2 separate regions of the Drosophila melanogaster genome follow, and region 1 is linked to region 2. A link is a contact called in public Hi-C data. All regions are on one chromosome and are shown on one strand. The core of a region is the stretch at or near the end of the contact, and the rest is flanking DNA. Distances in the headings are between cores, read along the strand shown.

Region 1 (6,213 bases), core at 364-2,863, 260 kb before region 2:
TTCGACACTCTCTCCATCCCGCAAAGTGGCTTAATGATTTTTGTTTTATTATATTGAGTCGTTTGAGCTTCATCTGGCCAGAATGTCTCGACACAATTGTGCTGAGTCTGGTTGTTGTTGTTGTTTTCAGTGCAATTGACATTAATTTGATTTATTTATGGTAGGAAGGCAAAGGCCATTTGGCTCAAGGTGCAACTGCTTTTGGCAATTGCATTTAAATTAACAAATCTAATATGGTTTCTCCCCAGAGAGCCCGCAGGTGTTGTCTCGGCTCATTCACTCTTCCACTTACTCACTCGACTCACCCACCCATTCACGTATTCACTTGTTTGTGTAAATGAAAATGTTGTTTAAGCTGCAAGGAAAATTAATGTTTCTGAGTGAACAAAAGCGGTAGTATTTGAGTTCGGAATGCACGAGAGGAATGCAGCGTAAATTATTGCACCAAATACGTTTGGACACAGACATAAGTATGTATGCGATTTGGCAAATGAAACTAAAATTGCCACCCATAAGGAGATTAAGACAAAAGTGTAAACAATATGGCATCTTCAAATGGGTCAAAAGGAAAGTGCCTGGCCAAGCAAATAGAGTTTAAGTTATAGCTCAAATTAAGGCGAGAAATGGTTGGCAGAAAGCAGGCCTAAATAGCCGTAAAAAGGAGTGATTTCTGTACTAAATCTAAATTACGAATAAGTTGGTCAAACAAATAAACTACAAGCAATGAAAATGGCAATTTATAACGTTTGAGTCAACCTAAGCGCTTGAGTCATCGTATTTTATTAATAATATTTCAATCATTTACCATTCGAGGCATCAATCTAATCTTCTTTAAATCAATTGCAAAGGGAATCGCTCGTTAGTCATTACTCGATTTGCTAACCGGAGTAATTCAATTAATTAAATTTAAGTCGAGACAAAAATGTTCAATAAAGACCTTCCAACTCTTGCACCCATATCCAGGTTGTTTGCAGAGCTATTCAACCTAGTCGATTCATATTACTGGCACATCTGTATTGGGTTTCTTTTCGATTTTTCCTGCACTCTTTTGCCTTCCCTGTTGCCTAATTCATATTCATTTATTGTGCTTGCTGCTGCTGCTGCACATGCTTTTAACATATCCCTGGAACCTCTTTTCCGATAAAATGGTAAGCAGAGGTGGTATGAGGTGGTGATGAAGTGGGGTTCAAGCCAAACGGGCATATCCGTTGCTTTATTACATTTCGTTTAGTTTTTGGCCAACTGACCACTTTTTTGCGGTTACTTTGTGTGTGTCAGTGTTTCTGTATCTGTGTTCTTCGCCCGTCCATGTGTCCATGTGTGGATGTGTCTTAGTTGCTCGGACTTTGCGGTTGCTTTGGTCACTAGCGCGGTATTTGGCTTACATCGGAGTATGAGCGGAAAAACTCACTCCGCTGGGCGAATGGCCAGTCCCCCTTGGCTTAAAATGAATTTACTAACCGAGTTTGTTTAGAGAGTTTACCGAATGAAAAGCGGAAAAAGCGGGGCGAAAAAATGCAAGTTTACTTCGCCATTTGACCATAAATAATATAATAAAATAACTACACAGGTCAGGCAACTATTGCATACTTTATGGCATCCAGAACAGAGCCACCAACATGTTGGTGTTGCAAAACCTCCCCCCCCACACACCACCGACCATCACCATATGTGGTCTAATATTTTTATAAACAAATTGGTTTTGCGCAGCTCAACAGATGAGGAGCATGGAAGCGGCTCGCATGCGGTTTCCATACATGTACGTTTGCACGTGTATATCCTTGCTTTTTATATATGACGGATATTTAGGTGGCGCCCTCTGGCCGTCAGCGTTTGCCACTTTAATTACTTTACCTCTAAGGATGCGGAGATTTTCGCGTTTTTTGCAACGTCCTGGCTTGGTCCGTTTTTGTTTTTGTACCGGCCCTGTTGCATTTGACAGGACATCTCCTCTCCAGTCCGGGCCATAGCCAGCTGCGCTGAAAAGCAACTCAACTGGGCTCGTTATTTATGGCCCTGCCCCTGCCGTCGCTCACCTCGAAAAACGTTTGCCAAAACTCGGACGGCAAAATGGGCAAAAACGTGCGATCCCTGGTCGAGCTTCTGCACTTAAGCCTCTGGAAAATGGAAAAACTGGAAAACCTTGCCGTGCCGACTGTTTTGTTTGTCATTGCATTACTTTGGCTGTTAAATCGCCTACTGGAGTTTAGTATTGCAGTCCCAGCACCCATACTTCGACTTCTCTGCGCTCTCTCTTTCAATATTTGTCGCTTTGGGGCATTAAAACAAACGTTTCCCATTGCGTTGTGTTGGGTTTGCCCGCTGCTTGCTTTCGGGTTTTTGGTGTGCACGTTTCACATGCACTTCTAGTGCCACAACACCATCAAAATGGAGACCGTCCGCCTCCATCACCCGAACGCAAAAACCCAATCTACCACCGCACCCACTTCAGAGCGCGATTCGTGGAAATCACAGTCCGAAAAAAGGGAGAAATTCGGGCCTGGGTCGGAACGTGAACCCTTTGGAAATGTACCCTTACTATAGATGGAGTACAGCGGATTTGGGATTTGTTAGGAATTTTATACAATTTGTATTAGTATAAGTTTTATTAGAAGCTAATCTCTCGTGCGGACACTAGCTTGACAGAAAACAAGCGGTGCGCATACTTTATAGGCAATCTTTGAAAGTCTTCTTCGCAAATGATTAGTTTAATGGTTTAGTTTTTTTCAACAACAGAGCTATTCAGATTTATCATTAACAATACCCATTCGATTTATTCATTCCGAATAACCAAGGCTGATTGACCAGGGATTACCCTGACACGTTTGGATTGTTTTCTGCGATGGGTGCAGCTGGAAATCTGGGCATACGAGAATCTCTTTACAGTTTATATGTTCCCTCACTTCTTGGCACTTCCTCGTCCGAATGTGCATTCGTTGGTTGATTTGCTCGCTCATTCGAAGCTCGTCAACTCGCAAACTCATGTGTAAAAAGGGACAATGCTGGGCTTTAACTTTAATAAAGCGACTAGGCGAGCGCCGCACTCCAGGACCAACCGACCTCCTGCTCCGCCTAGACCACTTTCGGGTACCAGGCAACATCAAAATCCACATTTCACTCCCTCCAATCGCAGCCCCCAGCCCGCTGGCAGCCCTCTGTGTTTTTGGACTGCGAACTGGTTGTGTACTTGATTTTTGGGCAAAGCGGCAAATAACATTTTTGTTTGGCTTTGACGTTGTAGCAATTGCAACGGTTATTCCATTTGCTTGACAAATATACGAGGACGGGGTTTCAGACCCTTCGTCCGGGCTGGGCAACGTTTAGAACTCCGTGGGCAGAACTCCGCCGAAGTGGAGGAGTGGTGGAGTAGCGGAGCCCAGCTCAGAACTCGAAACTTTCATCGAGCCGGAATTATGCGCAATTTTTGTTTGGCTGCGCGGCCAGTGTAAAGTGGTCTGGCTTAGATGAGAGTGTTTGTGTTGCAAAAGAGGCTTTCAGTGTAGAAGGAGTTTTGAGTTGCAGGGGCTGAGAGTGGCACAGCTTGCCGCTTTTTTTTTCGCCACCATTGTGCGCTTCAAAGCAATCAACATAAAACGGTTCTCAAAAAATCCCTAAAAAATTGCGAGGCGTAATGAGCGGGAATCACAAATGAACAAATCTAGTCCAATTCACATTGGGCATTTGGTTTTTTTTTTTTAATTTACCTCAGCGTTTTGGCCACAGGTTTATTTCATCATTTTTCGGCGACCACTTGAACTTTGCCGCTGCATTAATGGCCTTTTTTGCGCGCAGAAATGGACCTGCTGACCACCTTAAGCACTTAACTTGGCTTTTAGTTGCCATTTTTTTTTTTGGGAGGTAAAGGCTAAAATGTTCGGTTATGCTCTTGTGACTTTGGCACTAACAAAGTGCCAAAGGATTTCCAGTTGGCTGGCCGGCCGAGCTAACAAAAAACCTGAAAAATTAAATCAATTTAAATTTCGTTGCATACTTTTTGGGTGGTTCTGTTTGGGGTTCTTGCACGCCGAGCGGTTATTTCTGTTGCAGCCATATTAAATTTGTAAGTGCCACGCTGAAACCGCAAGACCCGCAAACACCACACATTCAAACCAACCCCAACACCCAGACCACTCCACTAATAATTCATTATAAAAGTCAGTGCTTTGGTTTTGGTTTTTGCGTTCTGCTGTGACGCGAATCCATAGCTGCTGCACTACTTGGAGCCCCCAAGTTGAAGCCCTCAAGCGCTAGCTTATGCCGTGACAAACTGCTCACATATGTGGACCGTTTGAATGTTGGGGCTGGGAGGTCGTGTTTATGTCACGATTTTGCACAGAAGTCAGCGTCAGGAAGGGAAATGTCTGCGAATGTCTGTTCCCCAAAACGCTTTCTCAGCGGAATCGCCGGCTTTCCATTGGGGCCCACTTTCTTGTGCTCTTTCGTCACAGGATTTCCCCCACTGAGGTTGGATTCGTTTCGAAGAATTCGCTGCTTTGATGTAAAATTGCAATGGCCATTGGGGTTCTGAACCCCGAACTCCTGGGGTTCTGCGAATCTGGGGCTCGGGGGCTCTTGGCACCCAGGTCACCCAGGGCACCCTGGGTCCTTAGCCCGCTGGTAAGTGTTGAAAATTACTGTCGACTTGAATTGTTGCCTTTTTGTTTTTCCTGCTGCTCGTTCCTATGTCCTTATTGCGAAGAAACAACAATATGTACAGCATATATGCACGTGAGTATGCAAGGACCCGCCATTAATGGGCAAAAATTACTGTTTACAAGTGGGGAAAGCTCTCAGCAGTCGCCACCCCTCAGCTCGACTGCAAGTTTCGTGTTAAAATAATAAACACATAGCAAAAATTGTAGCGCCATGTGCGGATTCGATGGCGGGCAGAGAGTGCAGAAGAGGGGCATAATTCCATTACAGAACTACTTTGACTTGGGCTCTGCACCGGTCACATAAATTATATTAAAAACAATATTTTTACCCGGCTTCGAACTCGGCTGAACTTCACACGGCAAAGTTTACGTCCCACGACTTTTTTCTCCACTCCGGTTTTTGCATTTTAAATTGTCGGGACAGCAAAATGCCGTGGCAAGCTTAAACAATTACCAGAACAAAAACAACATTAACGGCAGCACTAGTGGTAACAACAACAACAACTAAGAGCAAAAAACAATATGAAATTATTATAATGACAATTAGTGTTAATTGTCACTTTCGGCGCGGAATGTTGCTTTCGGTCTCTGTTGAATTATAATTTGCCCAGTTTAGAAAATTAGCATTTTAAATGAGTTTCTTTTTGTTCTCGCTCGCGGTTGCTTGTTTGCTGGCCTAAGCAAATAATAATAACAATAATAATAATAATGCAACATGAAAGTCAATGGGAAATTAAAAATTGTAATTACTCAATTATTATGCATAAATCACAACAAAAGCTTTGAAGAGCTGATATGCACATATAATGCCTCCAAAAGGAGGAGCAGTCCATTTGGTAGCGGAGGTTGGATAGAGGCTACTTGATGACAATTCTGGGTACGTCGTCAAATTGAGGGTTTTATTGGCAGGGCGATGGTCGGCCAATAAAGATTTTAATGATTTGCAGTGGGCGTAGGGCAATTAAGCGAGTTGAGAAAATTTAATTAAAGCCACAACAAAAACACTTCGAGCGTCTATTGTTGGCCCGAAGAAATTGAAAGCGATTCATTATCAATCCAGAAAATGAAGCAAAGGAGGTGGGGAAATTAGGAGGTATAATTAAGCAAACGGCAGAACGAAGGACAGGAATATTGAGTGATAAATGTGTCTCAATCTTCGCATGCCAAATTTATCTGACAGTCGCTTCCTAATCCTTTTGTGATTACTTTGAGCCATAATTTAGCATTTGCCAGCGGTCGTTTAGATTTAAGTGCCAAAGTTTGGGGATAACGCAGGAAATCATTAAAAATACTTCAATGAGCTGGAATTGACCGACGCAGTGAAAGAACTTTACAATTTCAACTTTTTGTGTCCATTTTCGATTTTATCCCTCGCATTAGGCAAAGTTTAGCGGGAAAAATAAAAAATCACAGCCTCGAAATCAAATTGAAATGACGCACTTAATGGCATTTTATGGTTTATGCGCAGTATTATTATTCCACCTCTGGAAGCCCCTTACTATCTATATCTATAGGAGTATATCACTCATTTCCCCCAACCGAACACTTGCTATCGCAA
Region 2 (5,900 bases), core at 3,233-5,732:
ACCCAGGGCGATCAGCGTGTGCGTGAACCAGCAAAGGCAACAGTTTGCTATCCGCAGCGAGAAGAATACTACGGCTCGCATTATTGGATACTGGCTCTCGTTGGCCTGGCTGAGCTTCTGTCGATTGCTGGTCAAGAGATCGTTCAACTGCTCCTACGCAGTTCGTCATGAACAGATTACACTGGTGTCATTATTCATGGCTAAACTGAATTAATATGAAGTCCTAATGGGCTGATTTTTGTTGCCAGATATTTTCATTGCTATGAAATGTCAAATTTGTAAGCAGGGGTATCCCTGATTATTCGTTAATAATTGGTAATAGGTATTGGTAAAAATTGGTAATTGGTAATATCATCCAACTATTTGCATTGCGATTTCAAATATTTCTATGTGTTTCAAAAGCATTATTATACAATAGATAAGTGCGATCTTTGATCGTTTTATTCAAATTATGGTGTAAAATCCCAAATGAGAAGACTTTACTCGTTGAGTTTTTGTAAGAAACTGATTTTATTTGGAAATATCTTCGGTTTAAATAGGTGACATGAGAATCGCATCTTAGAGTAAATGGCCTACGCAGAGGCCTAAGTAAATAGTCCCCGCCTCATCGGGGTCCTACGCTCCGGCACATCTGCCTATCTTGAGCGGCGGTCTCCCACTAAGGGACCTTTTAGGAGGCGGGGAACGATCTCAAGTGACTGACTCATGTAGTGTGCACTTAGATTACATGTTTTTGAGCACTGCACCCATGTCGCCTTAGAACGCCTTTGAACGGAGCCCAAAATTGTAAGTCTTTAAATATATTCGTGTTCATGTGTGAACAATGGTAATTCTTCAGATATCAAATCGATAGAAATTTACAAAACTAATAAAAATATGCAAATTTGTGGTGGTAGTGGTGGCCGTTTTTGGCGGTTTGTGGACGTTAGAGTGGGCGTGGCAACATGGGAAAAAAAATGTCTCCAGAATCTGTATGCTTAATCTCAACCACCTGTTATAGGTCCTTAAATCTTAACGTTCATACGGACAGACGAACATGGCTGAATGGACTCGTCCTTTGATCTCTGATCAAGAATATATATAATTTATATAGTCGGAAACGATTCCTTCTACCTTCCTTACATACATAACGGGTATAATAAGTAATACCGTCCCAATATACCGTCTGATTTGAACAAAATAAATACATTTTCTGACATTTTTAGTTACCGAGACATCTTTAGGTCTAACCAACATTACGAAATTATTTCCTTGATAAATAACATCATTTAAAGAATACAAAAAACGGCAATCATATATAAACCTAAAATTTTAAATTGCTAAAACGCTATTTCAAAATGACGTACTTTTGGGCAATCGCATATGTTTGAGTTGCCATCCCCGACATCAACAGTTGTGTACTCGATACTAATCGACAAGTAGAAATAGTACCACCACTTCCCGTAAGAGGGCGCCACACTGGATGTAGATGTCTACGTATCGCTTACATGTGATTTAAAAAAAGTTATTTTCCTTACTTTTTACCCGTTTGAAATCTATTCGCTTCCGATCCGAGTTGAATTAAATTTTATTACTTACTCGTTAATAAATAATGGCATTGATCGACAGATATACTTATGCATGCGCAATAAATTTAAACCTACATACATAGATAAGTACAACTTGTGGAAGGAGGAGACTACAGATATTGTTTTGGAATAAATAGTACGCACATAATAAAACAAACAAACAAACTAACAAAACTAAAACGTGGCTTCTAAGACTTTAAAAAGTGTGCTAAATGCTGCTAAAAAATATCACGGATATTACGGCGACCTCTCACTCCGCCGCTTGGCCTGATTCAAATCGCGTGCCTCCTCAATGGTCGTTGGAAGCACCTTGTCCGCCGTCTCGGGAAAGGCCAGGGTCAGGAAGCCACTGATCAGGGCGAAGGTAGCGAACAGGATCTGCGGGGCGTAAATGTAATACTTGGCCTGGAAGAGATAAGGGCAGAGAATTAGCTGGTCGAGCCCGCATAGGTAATTCCGTTCTAACCAGTAGAGGGGTTTGTGGGGCCAGCATGGATCCTATCCGTCCCACCATGGAACAGAGCGACAACAGGGTGTTTCGCACGTTTGTGGGAAAGATCTCAGAGGTGAAGAAATATAAGATCTGGAAACTGCAGGTGATGGCCAGCTTTCCAATTAGGAACAGGGCCAGAGAGCCCGCGTAGTTATCTAAGGGGAAATCAGTCACATTCTAGAGAACTATTAGCTGAAAGATCATGTTCCTTCACCTGCTGGCACTGCGGCAGAGGCGCCCATGCAAATGGCACAGAGCAGCATTGAGGCGCAGAGGGAATGCCTTCTGCCAACGCGGTCCATGATGACTAGGGGGAGCAGCAGACCAGGGATCTGGATAAAACCGTTCAGCATGAAGTTGGTGTACTTGTTTCCACCCAGGTTAACCGAGTTCAGGCTAAGACCCAGGGCGATCAGCGTGTGCGTGAACCAGCAAAGGCAACAGTTTGCTATCCGCAGCGAGAAGAATACTACGGCTCGCATTATTGGATACTGGCTCTCGTTGGCCTGGCTGAGCTTCTGTCGATTGCTGGTCAAGAGATCGTTCAACTGCTCCTCCGGCAGCGGGCGCTGGTTGATCCGCGCTGCCCGTCGCAGCACATTGGACGCCTTCTCCTCGGCACCCTGACTCAGCAGCCAACGGACGCTCTCCGGCAAGATCCACAAAAAAAGAATCTGCAGCACAGCGGGAGCGTACAGCACCCGGAGCAGCCAGCGCCAGTGCTGCACTTGGGAAGCCAGGAATCCGAGGAAGGCCTCGCCCAGCGCGTAAAAGATAGTGATGATTGTGGCCGCAGCCACTCGCCTCTTCGGGCCAACCAGCTCGATTGCCAACAGAAAGGCGGTGGGGAAGAGGGTGCTACCCACGGCCATGTCCAGGAACTCGAACACCAGGAACATGGAGTAGTTGCTCGACAGCGAACGGATCACGCCCATTAGAGCACTCACGGATCCGGCTACAGCTAGCATGGTACGTCGTCCGTATCTGGGGTAGATGAAGATGCTGTTAGACTGCTAATACTCTTACCAAACAGGGACAGGGACTTACCGATCCGCAAAGTATCCTCCTAGGGGTATGCCCACGAATTGGCCCACATTGTTTATAGTGCCCACCATGGAAAGCTTCCACTCGTCCTCACAGTATATTCCAAACTTAGGAGATGATATGTTAATATTGTTACTTTACTAGTTAAAAGATTTCCACATTTGATTGATTCTATATATTAAATTCATGTAAAAGCAAAAAATATATATGTATTTATATCAAATACGGACCAGCCAGGATACGCGATTAGTTGTGTACATAATATTTGAATTAAATATAAGAAAAGTGATACTTGAAACAAATCATTACAAATATTTGAATCGATGCATTTTTAATACTTTTAGTTCTTAAACCGCAAATGCTATCACGTACATTTATAATACGTGTTTTATTGGGTATAAAGTAATATAGTTAATGAAAATTTTAACATGTGTACCTGCAATGTACACGATCGAGTTTTTTACCTAGCAAGTTATTGGCAATAATCGTTTTAATGATTGACACTGCTTTAATAACATCCTCCTGAAGATAACTCACTCCAACTTGCTATCGAATTAAAAATTTCCCACGGAACTTCCATCAATAGAGTCTATCAACTCACCTACGCCCTTATCTTTGTCTACCCACCTCCGTTGATATGGTCTTTTCCTCGTCCCTGAACTTGAAGTCGCGTCCACAGGTCTCCGACGTAATAGTGAAGTACTCTTTGAGGCAGTATTGTCCAGATGGATCGGTGTATCCCGAGATAGCGTCTGATATGTTGGCGGCGTATCGATGACAGTCATCCCAGGCGGAGTTCTTCTTGGGGATGGTGAAGCCCAGCCAGTCCTCCTCATAGACGCTGCTGGGACTATCGCACTGCGGAACAGTGCACCTGGGACCAATGGGAAGTCTGAGATCTTGACCAGCCATTTTGTTTGATGAACTTTTTGCCTACCTGTGCACAACGGTGCTCGCCGTGAAAACATAGGAGATGGAGAAGAAGGCGTTGAAGAGCATGGGAACGCATAGCAGCACATAGTTGATGATCTGATAGCGCCCGAACTGCCCGATTCGGACTAGAATCGCATCCAGAGAGTTGTCCTCATCCCCACCAGCCGTCTGCGTCGCCGCCTCCGCGTCCGCATGTCCAGTAGTCTTGGAATCGCTCCGCCTGTATCCATTTCCCTCCTTCTGGCTGGTCATAATGTGTGTGATAAAATGTATGTATGTATATCCGTACAATCAATTGACCTCCAGCCACGTGGTGGACGCACTTCTCCTTCTAATCGCTGTTTTATAACTCGCGGCGCGCGATCTTTCCGCCTCGTTAGCTCTGTGGCGTATTTATAGACGCTCTGGAGCGTCTCGCTGGGAGCAGTGCCACTCAACGAATGATTTAACCACATCAACAGTGCTGTGTTTTGATTCTAGTCTTTGATTCTCTTCCGATTGCGGCGCGCTCTCGCGTTCTATTTTTAATCCGTTCGCTCTTCTCCATACTGCCCTCTTATCGGGGTCTTATCAGGCCCCAATCCGAAACTACATATATGCGAAAGAAATGGAAGAGCTTCGACTTTTTATACCCGTTACTCGTAGACTGAAAGGGTATACTAGACTCGTTGAAAAGTATGTAACAGGTAGAAGGAAGCGTTAAGATAATATATTTTTACCCGTTACTCCTAGATTAAAAGGGTATACTAGATTCATTGAATAGTATGTAACAGGCAGAAGGAAGCTTGATCAGGATCAATAGCCGAGTCGATCTAGACTTGTGAGCCCATGTTGCCACTCCCACTCTAACGCCCATAAACCGCACAAGACTGCAACGCCCACACTTTGAAAAATTTTTTTAAATTTATTCTCAGTTTATTCCCCAATATCTATCGATGTCCCAGAAAAATGATTAAATTTCGCGTTCGTATTCAGTCTAGCTGAGTAACGGGTATCTGATAGTCGGGGAACTCGCTATAGCATTCTCTCTTGTTTTATTTTATATTATGCAACTAATTGAATGGTTTTAAAACAAAGAAACTTATAGTAGCTACGAAAATAACAGAATGATAAAATTAAAATTTTGATTAATAATTTAGATTAGATGAATGTTTAGGCTACTGGTGAAGCACTCGCGTGTTTGGTGTGGCCCTGAAACCAATCGTTGTAGCGACTTGAATTTCGGAATTTCGATTGATTTGCTCCCTAACTGTGGGGATGCTGAGGTCGTTAGCGATGTCCTCATTTCTCGCATACCAGGCGCAACGCTCGGTTTTGGAACCTTTGCACTCTCATTATGGTAGAGCTGTTAGCTGGGACTTATTTTCATTTATAGTCACCTCGCTACAGAGGTCCAACAAGTTTTGTGTTTTCCCAGACGCTTCGAATCTACACAGCGAGTTTGCGATAAAGGCTATGTTGGCCTACGTTTTCAAAGGGGTACCCGGTTCGCAGGGTGTATAGTTTAGGACGCAAATCACTACTTTGCGGAATGCCAACTCGCCTCTGACATTACAAGAAGATATTGAGAACCGTTGTGGTTCCAAAAGCCGAGAATTAACACAATCCAAACACTTTAAGTTCTGAATGCAGATATCAATAGATATAAATGGTACGCAGCTATAGCTTATCTCTCAGACGACGAGACATGGTGTCTGGTTCTGGGTGGTGGGTTGTAGCCAACAGCTGTTCGCTCCACTGGGTCAACAAGTTGGCCGACCTTGCACGTTATCTTACGCCATTTGCTCCATGTCATTGACTTTGGGTGTCTGGTTGAATTCACCTTACACTTGACACACCCGCTCGTGTGGTGATTAAGTGGA

Evidence for each region. A called contact is a pair of places that touch in the nucleus more often than the background predicts.
Region 1: a Hi-C map of the Kc167 cell line shows a contact between it and region 2, with 2.9 times the contacts expected there.

Annotation. Positions count from the first base shown.
Region 1 is chr3L:22,210,536-22,216,748 of dm6, reverse strand. The region is part of intron 3 of olf413 (olf413,); the gene reads right to left. Among named protein-coding and RNA genes, the nearest start is that of lncRNA:CR45035, 12 kb to the left of the region's middle.
Region 2 is chr3L:21,953,692-21,959,591 of dm6, reverse strand. CG7458 reads right to left here and starts at 4,482. Exons shown (of 6, transcript NM_141117.2): 1 at 4,043-4,482; 2 at 3,733-3,979; 3 at 3,109-3,212; 4 at 2,276-3,045; 5 at 2,035-2,216; 6 at 1,551-1,973. The coding sequence starts at 4,290. The coding sequence ends at 1,806. It also overlaps the pseudogene CR34262.